Regions from separate parts of the Mus musculus genome. Here all the other regions are linked to region 2. Evidence: chromatin contacts called from public promoter capture Hi-C and targeted proximity ligation data. All regions are on one chromosome and are shown on one strand. The core of a region is the stretch at or near the end of the contact, and the rest is flanking DNA. Distances in the headings are between cores, read along the strand shown. Region 1 overlaps Vps37c (vacuolar protein sorting 37C). Region 2 holds the start of Lrrc10b (leucine rich repeat containing 10B). Region 3 holds the start of Vps37c (vacuolar protein sorting 37C). Region 4 has its middle 19 kb from the start of Dagla.

Evidence for each region. Promoter capture Hi-C pulls out the DNA fragments that hold promoters and counts their contacts.
Region 1: a contact with region 2 is called in a targeted proximity ligation map of pancreatic cancer cells. A contact is called at or near these places in 1 of 39 promoter capture datasets (pre-B cells), 2 of 484 Hi-C or Micro-C datasets (the G1E-ER4 cell line and the N1E-115 cell line) and 1 of 130 datasets of targeted methods (pancreatic cancer cells).
Region 3: a promoter capture Hi-C map of pre-B cells shows a contact between it and region 2. A contact is called at or near these places in 2 of 39 promoter capture datasets (embryonic stem cells and pre-B cells) and 1 of 9 other capture datasets (liver).
Region 4: a promoter capture Hi-C map of neural stem cells shows a contact between it and region 2. A contact is called at or near these places in 14 of 39 promoter capture datasets (the 3T3-L1 cell line, cranial neural crest, embryonic stem cells and 7 more), 26 of 484 Hi-C or Micro-C datasets (the N1E-115 cell line, bone marrow-derived macrophages, brain and 17 more), 15 of 130 datasets of targeted methods (the NIH/3T3 cell line, astrocytes, embryonic fibroblasts and 9 more) and 3 of 9 other capture datasets (adipose tissue, embryonic stem cells and pancreatic islet).

The regions. Positions count from the first base shown.
Region 1 is chr19:10,707,596-10,710,786 of GRCm38.p6, forward strand. It overlaps Vps37c (vacuolar protein sorting 37C), which reads left to right. Exons shown (of 5, transcript NM_181403.3): 3 at 2,675-2,846. Among named protein-coding and RNA genes, the nearest start is that of Vps37c, 20 kb to the left of the region's middle.
Region 2 is chr19:10,455,705-10,459,016 of GRCm38.p6, forward strand. Lrrc10b (leucine rich repeat containing 10B) reads right to left here and starts at 1,743. Exons shown (of 1, transcript NM_001111140.2): 1 at 1-1,743. The coding sequence starts at 1,611. The coding sequence ends at 733.
Region 3 is chr19:10,686,749-10,690,024 of GRCm38.p6, forward strand. Vps37c (vacuolar protein sorting 37C) reads left to right here and starts at 1,987. Exons shown (of 5, transcript NM_181403.3): 1 at 1,987-2,231.
Region 4 is chr19:10,322,009-10,325,078 of GRCm38.p6, forward strand. No RefSeq gene overlaps it. Among named protein-coding and RNA genes, the nearest start is that of Dagla, 19 kb to the left of the region's middle.

The DNA of each region.
Region 1 (3,191 bases), core at 681-3,180, 250 kb after region 2:
TCCACCTCTGCTGTGCTTTCTGCTGCCACCTGCTCCCCCACCTGCTCCCCAGCCCTGCTCAGGCGTCTCTGCTGGATTGGAGATGACCCAGGGTTGGGTTGGAAAGGCCTCCTCACGGCAGGGAGTAGGAGAGGTCTTTGTGTGACTCACCTTGCAGCCCTGAGGTTGGATGGCCTGGTTTCAGCAGCATAGGAGCAAAGTCACGCACAGCTGAGTGTCCCTTACCACAGGTTCCTGGGGTGTAAGCTTTGCAGATTTCCTACGTCTTGGCCCTTGAAATGTTTTGCATAGATTTACTAGTTAGATATCCACAATATAAAAAAACCCACAAATTCCAAGACATTCTGAAATCCAGAATTCCCTGAGTGTCACGTAGGCTTTTTGAAATCTAGAACAAGAGTGTCACTGATAGCTGTCTCTGCATCTTAGATTTTGTGTTGCTGGATGTTTGCCATTGAACTCCAAGGGTCTCCTCTTTTTATTGTGTCCTATCTCTGTGCACACACATATCTGTGCATGAATGCCACATCACAAGTGTGGAGGTCAAAGGACAGCTTTCAGGAGTTGGTTCTCTCCTACCATTTGGAGCCAAGGGTTCAAACTCAGGTCAGTCAGGCTTAGCAGCAAGCATCTTTGCTTACTGAGCCATCTTTTTAGCCCTAAGTATTTCTTCAGCCAACAGTGAGCAACAGGATGGTAAGGGGTTCCTAGTCTTGTCCCTGAAGGGAGTGGAGCTCAGCAAAAGCAAGCCCAGCTCTTGGGAGTTCATTGCTTCCAAGCTGAGCAAGCCTTCAGCCCTATGGAAAAGCACAACCTCCCGGAGATGTAAGGGATGCAGCTTCCTGGCCAAGGGCAGATTGAACCTTCTCTGTAGCCATGTTTGAGCAAATGAGTTGAATTCTCTGAGGGGAAAAAATACTCACTGTGGGACAGACAGAAACAAAGTAAGGCAAGCTACTTACTCTCTCAGAAAGCCTTTAGCTGTCTGTCTGTCTATCTGTCTGTCTGTCATAGCTGTAAGGCAGTAATTGTGTCATGTGGGGCTGGCAGAAGAGAAAGGTGGTGGGAGTGTTCATCTCTGTAGAGAGGGAGCTGTGCAGCTCTCCTGGCCTCATAGGGTGTTAGTAAGAGATGGGCTCCAGGGTAGGGAGAGGGTGGCACAGCACAGATGTAGTGCTTCAGACCCAGGGAAAAGCCGTGGACAGGTAAGGATGCCAAGGGTGTGGCCAGGAAGGGCAGGCCCTACACTCAGAGGTGGCCACACAAGTGTCCCTGGCGTTTTCTTTCCTTTTCTTTTTTAACACTGTATTTTTTGTTATATGTATAGGCATGTCTGGTGTGGGTTTGTGCATGTTTGGTGCAGTGCCTTTGGAGGCCAGAGAGTCTGTTAGATCCCCTGGAGCTGAAGTGGCAGATGGTGTGAGCCACTTGACGTGGGTCCTGGGAACTGAACTCGGATTCTTTAGATGAGCAGTATGCGTTCTTAATTGTTGAGCCGTCCTCCAGCCACCTTGGCTAACAGTCACACATAGCAGTTTCTCTGCTCCTGTGCCAGTGAGCTTGTCCAGGGGCTCAATGGCGTTTCTGGCTGGACAGCAGGCAGTCCAGGTAAAGGGGTTCTAACCCTGAGCCCGGACTCCCTTGTCTGTGCAGGAGGTAACTGGCAGCACTCCTCTTTCCAATAGGCTGCAGCCTGCTGTAACTACAGGGCTCGAGGCCCTGAGCAGGGGTCAGAGCAGGGTGGCTCTTCTGGAAACCCCTTGTCCAGGATGCCCCCTGGCTTCCTGGGGCTGTTCTAGTGGGAGCCCATCTGGCCTGGTGTGCCACATGCTGGCCAAGGTGGAAGGAGAAGCTCTGTGTTGTTGATCCCTTCGGTCCCCGTGGAAGCTGGCCCTGACCTGTTCCCTAACTTCTGTGGCCAGTGCTGAGCCCCCTCTGCTGGTGCCATGTGGTACTGCGATGCGATGGTGGCCCTGTCTCCAGCTCTCCTTTCGGTGAAGCAGATGGTAGCCCGCTGGGCAAGGTTCCAAGGCTGCTTCTGCCTGACTGGCAGTTAACAAGGGGCCTGCATGAGGGCTCCATTTTGCTGGCTAGGGAAGCATTTTCAGCAGGCAGCATTGAGGGACTATCTATAGCTCTGTGGGCTGTTTGACCTGGGAGGCGGGGATATCTGTCCTGCTCAGTGGCTTGGGCTACAGGGCCTCCCTCCCTAATACCTTTGGGACCTCAGATATTTCTAGCTTCTGGTCTGGCCTGGGTCACCTTCATTCTCCCTAGCAGCCTCTCATGTGTATGCATGCATGGTGTGTGTGTCCATGTGTCTTTTTCACTTGGGGCTAATGGTGGGGACTCTGGGTTTCATCCCTCCCACTGGAGTGGTCTCCTTCAGCTGTGGCCTGCACAGCACAGAACCACTTGCAGGTACTTGTCTATTGGGAAGCCGTGGTTAGGTGGTTAGCCTTGCTGCCTGTTTCCCATGTGTCATTCTCACAGGCTCTCCGGATCAGGATGTGGTGAGGTACCTGGGTCACAATGCCTGCATAGCCTTTAAACCCAGGCTTCTGTGACTGGTTGAGGGCTGAGCGCCAAGCTGAGCAGTGAGTCCAGGAGCACCCCCTGCTGGAGGCTGACCAGTTACAGTTAAGCTCATTGTCAGTTGTCCTGCTTTCCTTAGGTTCAGGACCTGCAGTTAGAACGAGAGATGGCACTGGCCACGAACCGGAGCCTGGCAGAGCAGAACCTGGAGTTCCAAGGTCCCCTGGAAATCAGCCGCTCTAACCTCTCAGACAAATACCAGGAGCTGCGGAAGCTTGTGGAGCGGTGCCAGGAGCAGAAAGCCAAGCTGGGTAGGGACAGCCGACCACAGACAAGCACTCTGGCCATCTCCCCTGCTGATTGATACTTCTGTTCAAAGGAGGACGAGGGAGGCAGCTGGAATACTAAGGATGCTTAGATACCCAGAATCGGAGAGGGCCAGCAGCCATTGTAGCCACTGTGCTTTGCATGTTTTTACATGATAATAAGCAAATAAGCAAAAGTGTAGGTACTGTAGTTAGTCTAAATGTTTGAGTATTTATATTTATTGTATACCCTGGTGATAATTTTCATAGTATTAAAAATGTCCTGAACTTACTATTTTTATAGATGAGGAAAACAAGGCTGGAGCCGGCCGAGGGCTTGCCTGAGGTCAT
Region 2 (3,312 bases), core at 493-2,992:
GGGCAGGAGGCCCTAGAGGCACAGTGGCATCTTCTCACACTTGATAACTGAGGGCACAGGCTGCAGGAGAGGAAAGATCTCTCTTTGCCCGGCAATAGTGCAGCACAGGCTGAGAGAAAAGATCCGGAGGAAAGATGGGTGGAGACCTTTCTCTTCTGTGTACCATACATACAGCTATCAGGGTGGAGAACTGGGGCCCCAGTCTATGTCTACTTCTGTCTTGGACATAGTCCCTATGCCCTGCCTCTGGCCAGAACTCCCCCGGCCCCACCCCCAACACACACACACACACACACACACACACACACACACACACACACACACACACACATGGAGAGTTTGCCCCATACAGTCTCCTAGGGTAGGCCTAGGCGATCCAAACCCCAAGTGAAAGTTATAGATGCCCTGACATCCAGAGTCAGAGTAGGGATGATTCTACGGATAAGTGATGGCCCTGGTTCCAGGTGAGAACCGGTTCATCTGTCGTGCCATCAGTGGCTCTATCCCAGACTTCTTGGTCTGAAAACTGCCCAGAGGTCAGCCCAGGGACTCTTTCTTACTGCCTAGTACTGTCTGAAGATGGCCTCAGGCCTGCCTGTGCCGGGCAGCTCATTCAATGATGCTCCTTCACTGCCCCAAGTAAGAGGCCCAGCAACACCGTATATCCAAACAACCACAACCTCGCAGAGTCCCTTCTTCCAGAGTAGCCAACCCATCACTCAGGGAAGAGGCTCAGGTGCCCAATCCTGGAGGAGCTTCCAAGGCTCGGAGGCTGTCCCTGGTGGGCCCCAGAGCCCTGGGTCCTGCGCCTCCTATGAGTAGGTCTTCTTCCTCCTCATCATCAAAGGCCCGGGTTGGACGCCGGGCTGGCTGCCGCGGAATGGGTTCGTCGCGCTCAGCCATGCGCTCGACGGCTCCCTCGCCCACTAGGAAAACGGTGTCTGCCACCCGCGGGGGTCCAGTGACTGGGTTGTGGTCGTAGGAGAAAACTCGGAGCGCACGAAGCGGGTGCAGGTCGGGGAAGCCGCCCAGGCGGTTGCGGTCGAGGTCTAGGATGTGCAGCCGGCCCATGCGCAACAGCGCGGGCGGGAACTCTTCGAAGCGATTGCCGTAGAGCCAGAGGCCACGCAAGCCGGTCATGCGCGGCAGCTCGGCGGGCAGCGCGCGCAGCCGGTTGTCGCCCATCTGCAGCGATTGCAGCGCCACCAGGCGCAACAACGGCCGCGGAAAGCGCCGCAGGAAGTTGCCTTCGATCCAGAGGCAGCGCAGGCTCTGCAGCTGCGCAAAGTCGGGTGGCAGCGCCAGCAGACGGTTGCCGCCCAGGTAGAGGCGCGTGAGGCGCGGTAGGCGACACAGGCCGTCGGGCAGGCGCTCCAGCTTGTTGAAGTCGAGCGCCAGGATGCGCAGCTCGCGCAGCTCCTCGATCTCCTCGGGAAGCTCGCGCAGCCCGGTGCCGCTCACATACAGCTTCTGCAAGCGGCTCAATGCGCACACGGCGCTAGGCAGCCGCCGCAACCGCCGCCCGCTCAGCTCCAGCTGCTGCTCGCCGCTGCGCAGCTGCTCCTCGGCGTCCGACGGCAGCTCGTCCGGCGTGGACTCTGCGATGCCCATGGTCACGGGCCCCGGCCCGGGACGCCGCTGCCACCACCCGGCATCGCCACGCCCTGGCCGCCCCGACGGGGCCCGGGCCGCTCCGGCCTCGGGGGCCCCCCGCCCCGGCCTGCCTGTGTGCCGGGAGGGGGGCCGTGCCGAGCCGAGAGGAGGCGCCCGCCTGGGCCCCGCCGCCCCGCACCGCGTTCGGCCACCCGCCCTTCGGCCTCCCCCGCTGCCTCCGCCGGAGGCCGACTGGCTGGAGTTCGAGCTGACTTGCAGCTTAGCGACCCGTCGCCCTGGCAACCCCCGACGCGCGTGCGGCTGCCAATAGGCAAAGGGAGGGCGGGGTGGGGCGGGGCCAAGGAGGACCGTGAGAAGGGTCCTGAAGCTGAAGCTGGTCCCTGGATAGCTAGCCTATCCGTGAGCCAGCCTGAGCCCAGGCGGCGGCTGAGCGCAAACCCGGCACAGGGCTAGTTAGCGCTGAGCCCCGACGTCCGACGCTGTCTAAACTTGCCGCAGCAGGCCATTTGGTTGGTGTAGCTGTGTGTGCTTCAGGGAAAATGGGTCCAGAAGGAAGAAACCTGGGACTGAAAAAAGGGAGGAGGGATACTGGAGTAGTACCTGAAGGCGAAGTCACTTACTTTACCCCTCCACCCCCGACGTCCAGCGGCGTGCGGCCAGTCTCCCAGTTGGGGTCACTTCAGGATAGTAACTCGGAACAATGTTATGTTCTGGTCTTTTTTAGATCTGAGGATTTGTGGGACTATGCTTGGCTCCGCCCTCCCCGGATTCCGCCCATTGCTGGTGCTCTAGCACCCGCTCATACCCAAGCCCCTCCGAGAACACCCAAGGTCTATGTGTGGCCATGGTGGGCAGAGGACTGGGACAAGCGCCTACCTTTGAGTGGCACCGACAACAATCATCTTGGTTCTATGACTCGGCTGCTCTCACTAGCCTCCTCCCTTTTCTCTCTGCCAGAGCTCCACGTGTCTGTCACTTTGCCAAAAGCTACTTCCCATACTTTAAAAAAGAGGCATTGAGCAAGGCTCAAAGACATTAAGCTTTGGTTGACCAGAAAAGCTGGCGTTTGAAGCCAGGCAGTGTGACTCAAGAACCCAACTCCTAAGCATACACCTTCCCAGTAAAAGAAAACACAGCATTCCACCCACCCCTCCAGCGAGTTTTTCCTCAACAGAGTCTCTGACTCACAATGCAAAAACTAAGAAAGGAATTATTAATCCCACAGAAATGAGGAGGAAAGCGGCCTCCTGAGATTAGAAAAACCTGCTTGAGGGTTATACAAGGGACAAGAGGTTGTACCGTGAGCGCTCAGTCAACAGACCACTTTCTCCTCCCTGCCCCACTCCCACCTTCTCTAGGACCTAGCTGTCAGAACTTAGTGTCCTCCAATCCATCCATACTGCCATGGAAGTTTGAAATTAGGACAGTGGAAGGAGGACACATTGGTTTACCTCTATAATCCCAGCTGATCAGCCAGCCTGGAGAAACAACACAGCAAAAGCCCAGGGGTGTGGCTCCTGCCTGTAATTCCAGATCTTTCCCGGCAGAAACAAGAGGATTTCTGCAAGTTCAAAGTCATCCTAAGCTATAGAGTGGCTTAAGGCTAATGAGATATAGAGCAAGACCTTGTCTCAGAATGGGGAGTGGGCAATAAAAGGGGGGCGTAGAGTGTTCACATCTATTAGCCCAGCTATGTTA
Region 3 (3,276 bases), core at 737-3,236, 230 kb after region 2:
GGCTGCTTTGGGGATTCTATGAAGCCAAGTCAAGGCATCTTTCCTAGTGCCCCCTCTCACACGAGACCTTTTCCTGCCACTGCTCTCCCTCCCTCCTGTTATGCTCCAAGTCTGGCTATTCAAAAGGTCTACCACCAGTGCTTGGCACTGACAGACCCCGTGTTTGGTCTGCAGCAGACTTCTGTCAATTTCTCGGGTTTTGGTTGTTTGGGCTCTAGCTTTAGAAGTTCCCAGCACCTGCATATAATGATGCACAAAATGGAGTCTGCTTGTCAGCTCAAAATTAAAAACAAACAAACAAAAAACCCAAAAAACCCAACTCACACAGCATAAGAGAAAGGACAAAAACATTCAGGTTCACTGGCCTGGCCGGCTCTCCCAACCATGGAGAAATGGTGTCAAGCAGGCTTTCTGGAAGCGGCTGTCAACAGTCCTCACTCTGACTTTGAGTTCTTACAAAATGAAGTATTTGCAAAACAAACAGCATTGAACCCCTATCATGTTGGGTGGCCCCCAAAGGTAGCACCTCAAGCAAGTCACCTGCAGGCACAGCTGTCGTCTGTCCTGATTCCTTTTGTAGTAGCTGTGCTAGAGGTAGGGGAGAGTGTGTGTGTGCAGGGCCTGGGTTGTGTCTCCAGCACAGCATAACACTGTGCACTTGCCAGGTAGAGGTGAGAGCTTACTCTTGACTACTTTGAGAGTTCTAGGACAGCACAGGGGACTTGAGACCTGAGTACCCAGGGACCCCATGAGGTAGTAAAGGGGAGGGAGTTCTGACCAATGGGGACAATGATGATCATTTTAGATCTAGAATATGAAATAGAAAAAGTGGGAGATCTTGATGAAATTCGATGACCCAAAAGAGAAACTTACAAGATGGAAGTCCCCCCTCAAAAATAAATAAATAAATAAATAAATAAAATTGCAACTCTGTTGACTGATTAGAACTTCTTGATTGTGGAAAGCTGGGATGTTACAGGGTCCAATTAACTGATAATTATTGTTATTCTCCTTAATAAATGTTGCTCACTTCTGTGCCTTACCTCATATCAATGTGATTATCGGGTAAACCTTTTGGGATGCACTAACTCAGCAGACCCCAAAGCTAAAATGTAATCAAATAGCACCTCAGACCCAAACAGAGATTTTCCCTAATTTCTCATTACCCACTGGCCTGATGGTCCCAGCAATGTATTTGTAAAATGCCTTGGGGTAGCCTTATTCTGTTACTGTACAGACTTCACAAAAGCACTTTTACATTGGAACATGTTATTTAAGGCAACCTGAACCTGTGTCCCATGTCATGGTCACTCTTTCTTGGCTCTCTCCTTCTCTTTGAGGTGAGATCCATTTTGGGTGGACAGAAGTCAGAGTCAAGTGAAGGTGGAGGCCTCTGACACTGAGCCTGGTATCACTTAGGGCCTTTGGACTTCTCGTTGTATGACCCAGCAATTACCATTTTGAAGAGGCCAATTTGTGCTGGTCTCTGCCACTAGCAACAAAAGTTCTAATGTATAACAAAGGGTGGCAGGGTTTTCTTAGGCTGGAAGCTAATCTAACCACTGCAGCCAAAGTGGAATGGCGTTCACCTCTCAGGGCTGGTTTGTTTCCATCCCTTCCTGAGGCTTGTCACTCTGGGCGAGTGAGGATGGATCAAGTCTGACGCTTACACACTCATCTACAGACGAGTAAGAGCAATCTACGGTCCTGACAAAGGGTGATTTTTTAGGAAAGCTCAGAGCTGTTAGCAGTGTCTGAAGGGGACTCAGGACCGCAGCCATTCTAGTCCTGAGGCCAAACTATAAAAAGGAGTGTGCGCAGCAGGCCGGGGATACCGTGGTGCAATAAGAGCCCATCTGGAGCCTCCCTTTGGAAGTTCCACGCTTGTCTCAGGATATTCAGAGCAAACGAAGGGACGCCTGCAAGTCTGCGCAGGCGTACTCGCAATGGGCGGAGTCCTACGGCGGGGGCGGGGCTAGGGGTGGTGCCTTCCCCCGCGCGGGCGGGGCCGAGTGGCCTTCCGCGGGTGTGGCGCCTGAAGCCACCAGCGTCTGAGTGCAGGTATCGTGGCCACCCCTAGGCCTACAAGGCAGGACACTCGGGGCGCGGCGGAGGGGCAGTGCGGCTCGTTCTCAGCTGGACGCGGGAGTAAGTCACATCCGGTAGAGGCGGGGCTCGTGGATCCCGGAAGTGCGGGCAGCGGCTGATTGCCCGCGGTAGCGGCGGCCCCGGTAGGTGAGCGCCGCTGGGGAAGGTCTCGGGCGGCGGCGGGCAGCGGCCTACCGTGCCGGGGGCGTTGCCGGCGAACTCAGAGATGGGTTTCCTGGCCGAAGCCGGCGATTGGGCGCGATGGGCGCGTGACTCCCCGCGGGCCTGCGCCCCTGCAGTGGGGTGGGAGGGATGGACGGTGGGAGGCTGTCCTCGCCGGTCGCCTCAGCCCCGCCCCCTCCCACCTATCCGCTAACGCCACGCAACCCTTCACCCTCTGTAGGAGTACCTTGTGGCCTTTGTGTCATTAAGAGCCTCTTTGCCCCTTGTACGGATTGGGAAACTGAGGCCTGTGTGTATTCTGACTTGCCCCTGCGATATAGTGGAGTTAGAGGGACTCTGGCCTTTGTCTTGCTGGCCTGTATCATTCCCCAGGTTAGCAATAGGTAAGGGTTCTTCCCCTTTCTTCTGGACCCCGACTTGAACTGTCCAGCATGGCTGAGCCATCCTTACTTCTGGGCCTTCCAGGTGTATGGTCCCAGCATGTGCCTGGTTCTGCTTTGTTTCTCCCCTCACAGCCGTTTAGGGGTGTTCTTTCACTTTTTTTTGGTGGGCCAAGACATTCCCAGAGATGTGTTTGAGTTACTGGTAGAGTGGACTATCATCAGGGTCACATTTCTTGAGTCCAGCCTATACCTTGTCAATCAGATTTGGGCTAGCCACCTTGAGCCAAGAAACTTCACGGATACCAGGGCTCCTTCATCGCTCCCTGCATATTTTCCAGGTGTCTCTACCAATAGCGTGCCACTCCACATTCAGTGACTGTCAGTCCTGCAGCTAGAAATGGTGGTGATAGAGGGACTTAGAAGGGAAAGACTCTTCTTTGCTTGGGGCCCAGGGAGGGCCCTGATCTGGGGATTGTGGAACTGAGGGCTGCTGGGTGAAATGGTGGACTCTGAAATGAGTCTTTGTTCTTGGCAGTCATAGTGCCCAGAAAAAAAAAAAAGCCTTTTTCGTAAGATTGTCTTGGAAATCTGGCCCAGTGCCTTTGTAATTTCCATTAAGTAG
Region 4 (3,070 bases), core at 428-2,927, 130 kb before region 2:
GGCTAGCTTTAAATGCACTGTGTAGTCAAAGCTGGCCCTGAGTTCCCAACTCTCCTGCCTCTACCTCCCAAGTGATGGAATTACAAGTGTTTGCCACTACACAAGGCTATAATGTCATATTAAATCAACCAAGTCCTTTGCACAGATCCAGACAGGAAACTCTAGATTTCCTTCAGCCTCAGTCTCCATTGCTATCTAAACCACCATCAGCATTAATCTGAGTTGATACCAGGCCAACCTCTCTGCCCTCCCTCCACTGAGGATCCACGGAGTCCCAGGGATGCCCAACCTCACTGTCCTCATTACTGCAGAGAAGTGACTTTGCTGATAGCTGTCTATGGGAGGAGCTTCTGGGCATGTTTGGCCCTATCTTTGTGCAAAGTGTCTACTAATTTATCCCAAAGCAGCCTGTGGTATTCCCACTGGGCCAGAGACCGTGTAGTTGAATGTCAGGGTCAAGGACGGGACCACGAAAGCCCACCTGGCCTAGGTATGTAGGGAGATACCTTACCCTCTGTCTCACAATGGATCTGTCTTGGATGGGATGAGATTCTTCCCTGGAATCTTTCAAATAGAACATTTTGCTCCCCTTCCCCCCGGCAGCCACTTCTGTCTGGCCAGTTCCAGGCCTGAGTGGGAACAGTTTTCTAGAAGTATCTTGGAGATGCCAGAACAGAATGGGAAGTCATGGGTACAGCACGGTGAAGGGAAGGTGGGTGGTGGGAGCTGGCAGAGATGCCGACTGGACATTCCAGAGAGAAGAGGCCTCTGCACCCAGGCAAGGAAGCTGGGTGGCAGCACGTGAGGGGACAGCCTGGCTAGACCACATAGGTGCTTTTTTCCAGACCTGAGGGAGTCTGGAAAAGACACTGACTGGCAGGAGTGGGCAAAAAGACTAGTCATGGAAAAACCCCTTGGGGGAGAGGGAAAGGCTCCATTTAACAGAACAGCAATGGAGGTAGATTCCACATCCCACAGGCGAGTGAACAGCTGAGTATTTCGTCTCAGCGACAGCCTTCTCCTGGCTGAAGGCTGGTGCTGAGGCCCATTCAGAAATGGGTCTCCTGAATTATACAAATGTGGGCTCTGGAGTGGGGGTTTGCAGGCTGGTGGTACCTGACTCCTATGACAAATATTTCCTAGTGTTCCCTTCTCTGAGTAGAAATGAAATTCATAAATAACCTCACCTGTGTGCACATATGCTTTTAAACAAATGAAAAAAAAATCAATGTAATATCCTAACTACACCATGAAGGAAAAAAAAAAGTGATTCATAATAAAATAATACGAACTTCAGGACGCAGGACGCAAACTGACTCTGAGAGGCAGATAGGATTTCATGGCCCCACATTTGCTCCTAGAGAAGCAACCGTGAGGGCCACAGCAGCCACAAGGACAGTGGACACAGGTGGCTGTGAAGCTGACTCAGACACCACGAGCCGCCCTGTTGCCAGTGACATGAATTAGGCACCGAGTCCTGGCAAGATGCCAAACAAAACAAAGGACAATCTTCTCTCTGAATACACAATAGTCTCGTTCCCAGAAAACTCTGTGTATATAAGAAGCATGAAAGATTACTTCGTGTTTATATATAAACAGGTCACACTCGTGCACACACAGATGCACACAGCTATTGTGACCAAGAAGACGTCCTTGCAGATCTCCCAGAGTCCTCTGAGGAGCTGACTGGGACTCATTCAGCAATTGTTCTTTGAGCCACGTGTATGATAGCAGCCACAAAGAGCAGAGGGTAGGGGCCAATTTCTAGTGTCTGGGAAGGGGGTGGAAAGACCTTGTGAGTGAGTCCTGGGACATAGCATCAGAGCAGAGCTAACTGGAGGTATCTGGCTGCTGCTGACTTCCCCGAGATGTGCTTGGCAATAGATGCTGAACAGAACAAAGGATGTGCTCTGTGAGACTTTTGGAAGCTGGGCTATCTCCCCCTCTCCATAGTCACACCATCCACAAGTCAATTATATACATAGTGAATGGTCAATAAAAATGACATTCATACCTCTTAGTCACCAGGCACTGGGACTACACCATCCACAAGTCAATTATATACATAGTGAATGGCCAATAAAAATGACGTTCATACCTCTTAGTCACCAGGCACTGGGGCCCACCTTCAACTCATATAGCCTTCAACGAGTCCTGGGAGTCAGAGTCTGCACTCACCATCATTTGTAATGGGGACGTTAACAAACTGGGGCGATAGCTCAGAGGTAGAACTCTCTTGTTTAGCAAATTCAAAGCCCTGTGTTCAATTACCACCACCACCACCACCACCACCACCACCACCACCACCACCACCACCACCGCCACCGCCACCACAAGAACAACAACAACAACAAAGCAACAGCATGGAAGGTGGGGTTAACTGAAGCCTGGAGAAGCAGTCTCTTGCCCAAGACCAGGCAGTTTATACTGGAAGAGCTAGGGATCGAACCCAGGGCTTTGGGCATCCTGGATGAGCACTTTATCAAGCCACACCCCCAACTGGTAAATAAAATAGCCTTTTAAGGACTGGGGTGTAGCTCAGTGGCAGAGCTCTTGCCTCAAATCAAAAAGGCCATGGGTTTGATCTCCTGTAACAAAAAATAAATAAAAGGACCCAGCATGGAACAAAGTCTGTAGTCTCAGCGATCCAGCAGCCCAGGGTTGGCTGCCAAGGGTTGCTGGAGTCTGAGCGTTTGAGATCTTGTTTCAAAATAAAATTAAGACAAGTTTGTTATCCTCAAAGTCTAACATGCAGATGAGAAAACATAAAAAGGAAACAAAGCTGTCATTCTGTGCCCCCGGTGAGTCTCACTGTAAACATCTTATTGTCTGGCCTCTTTTTATGAATGTCAATGTTCTAATCAATATGAAAGCCTACTGTGCAGTCAGTAACAGCTTCAGCCTCTTCCTGCCAACCCATCTATATCTTTCTTCTTTAAAAACTACTTATTTGACTAAAACATATGTGTTTGTATGTTCATGTCTCCATATATGTGAACCACATGTGCTCAGATGCCCAGATATCCTGACAGATACCTGGAGGCTGGACAGATCTCCTGAAGGAGAGACA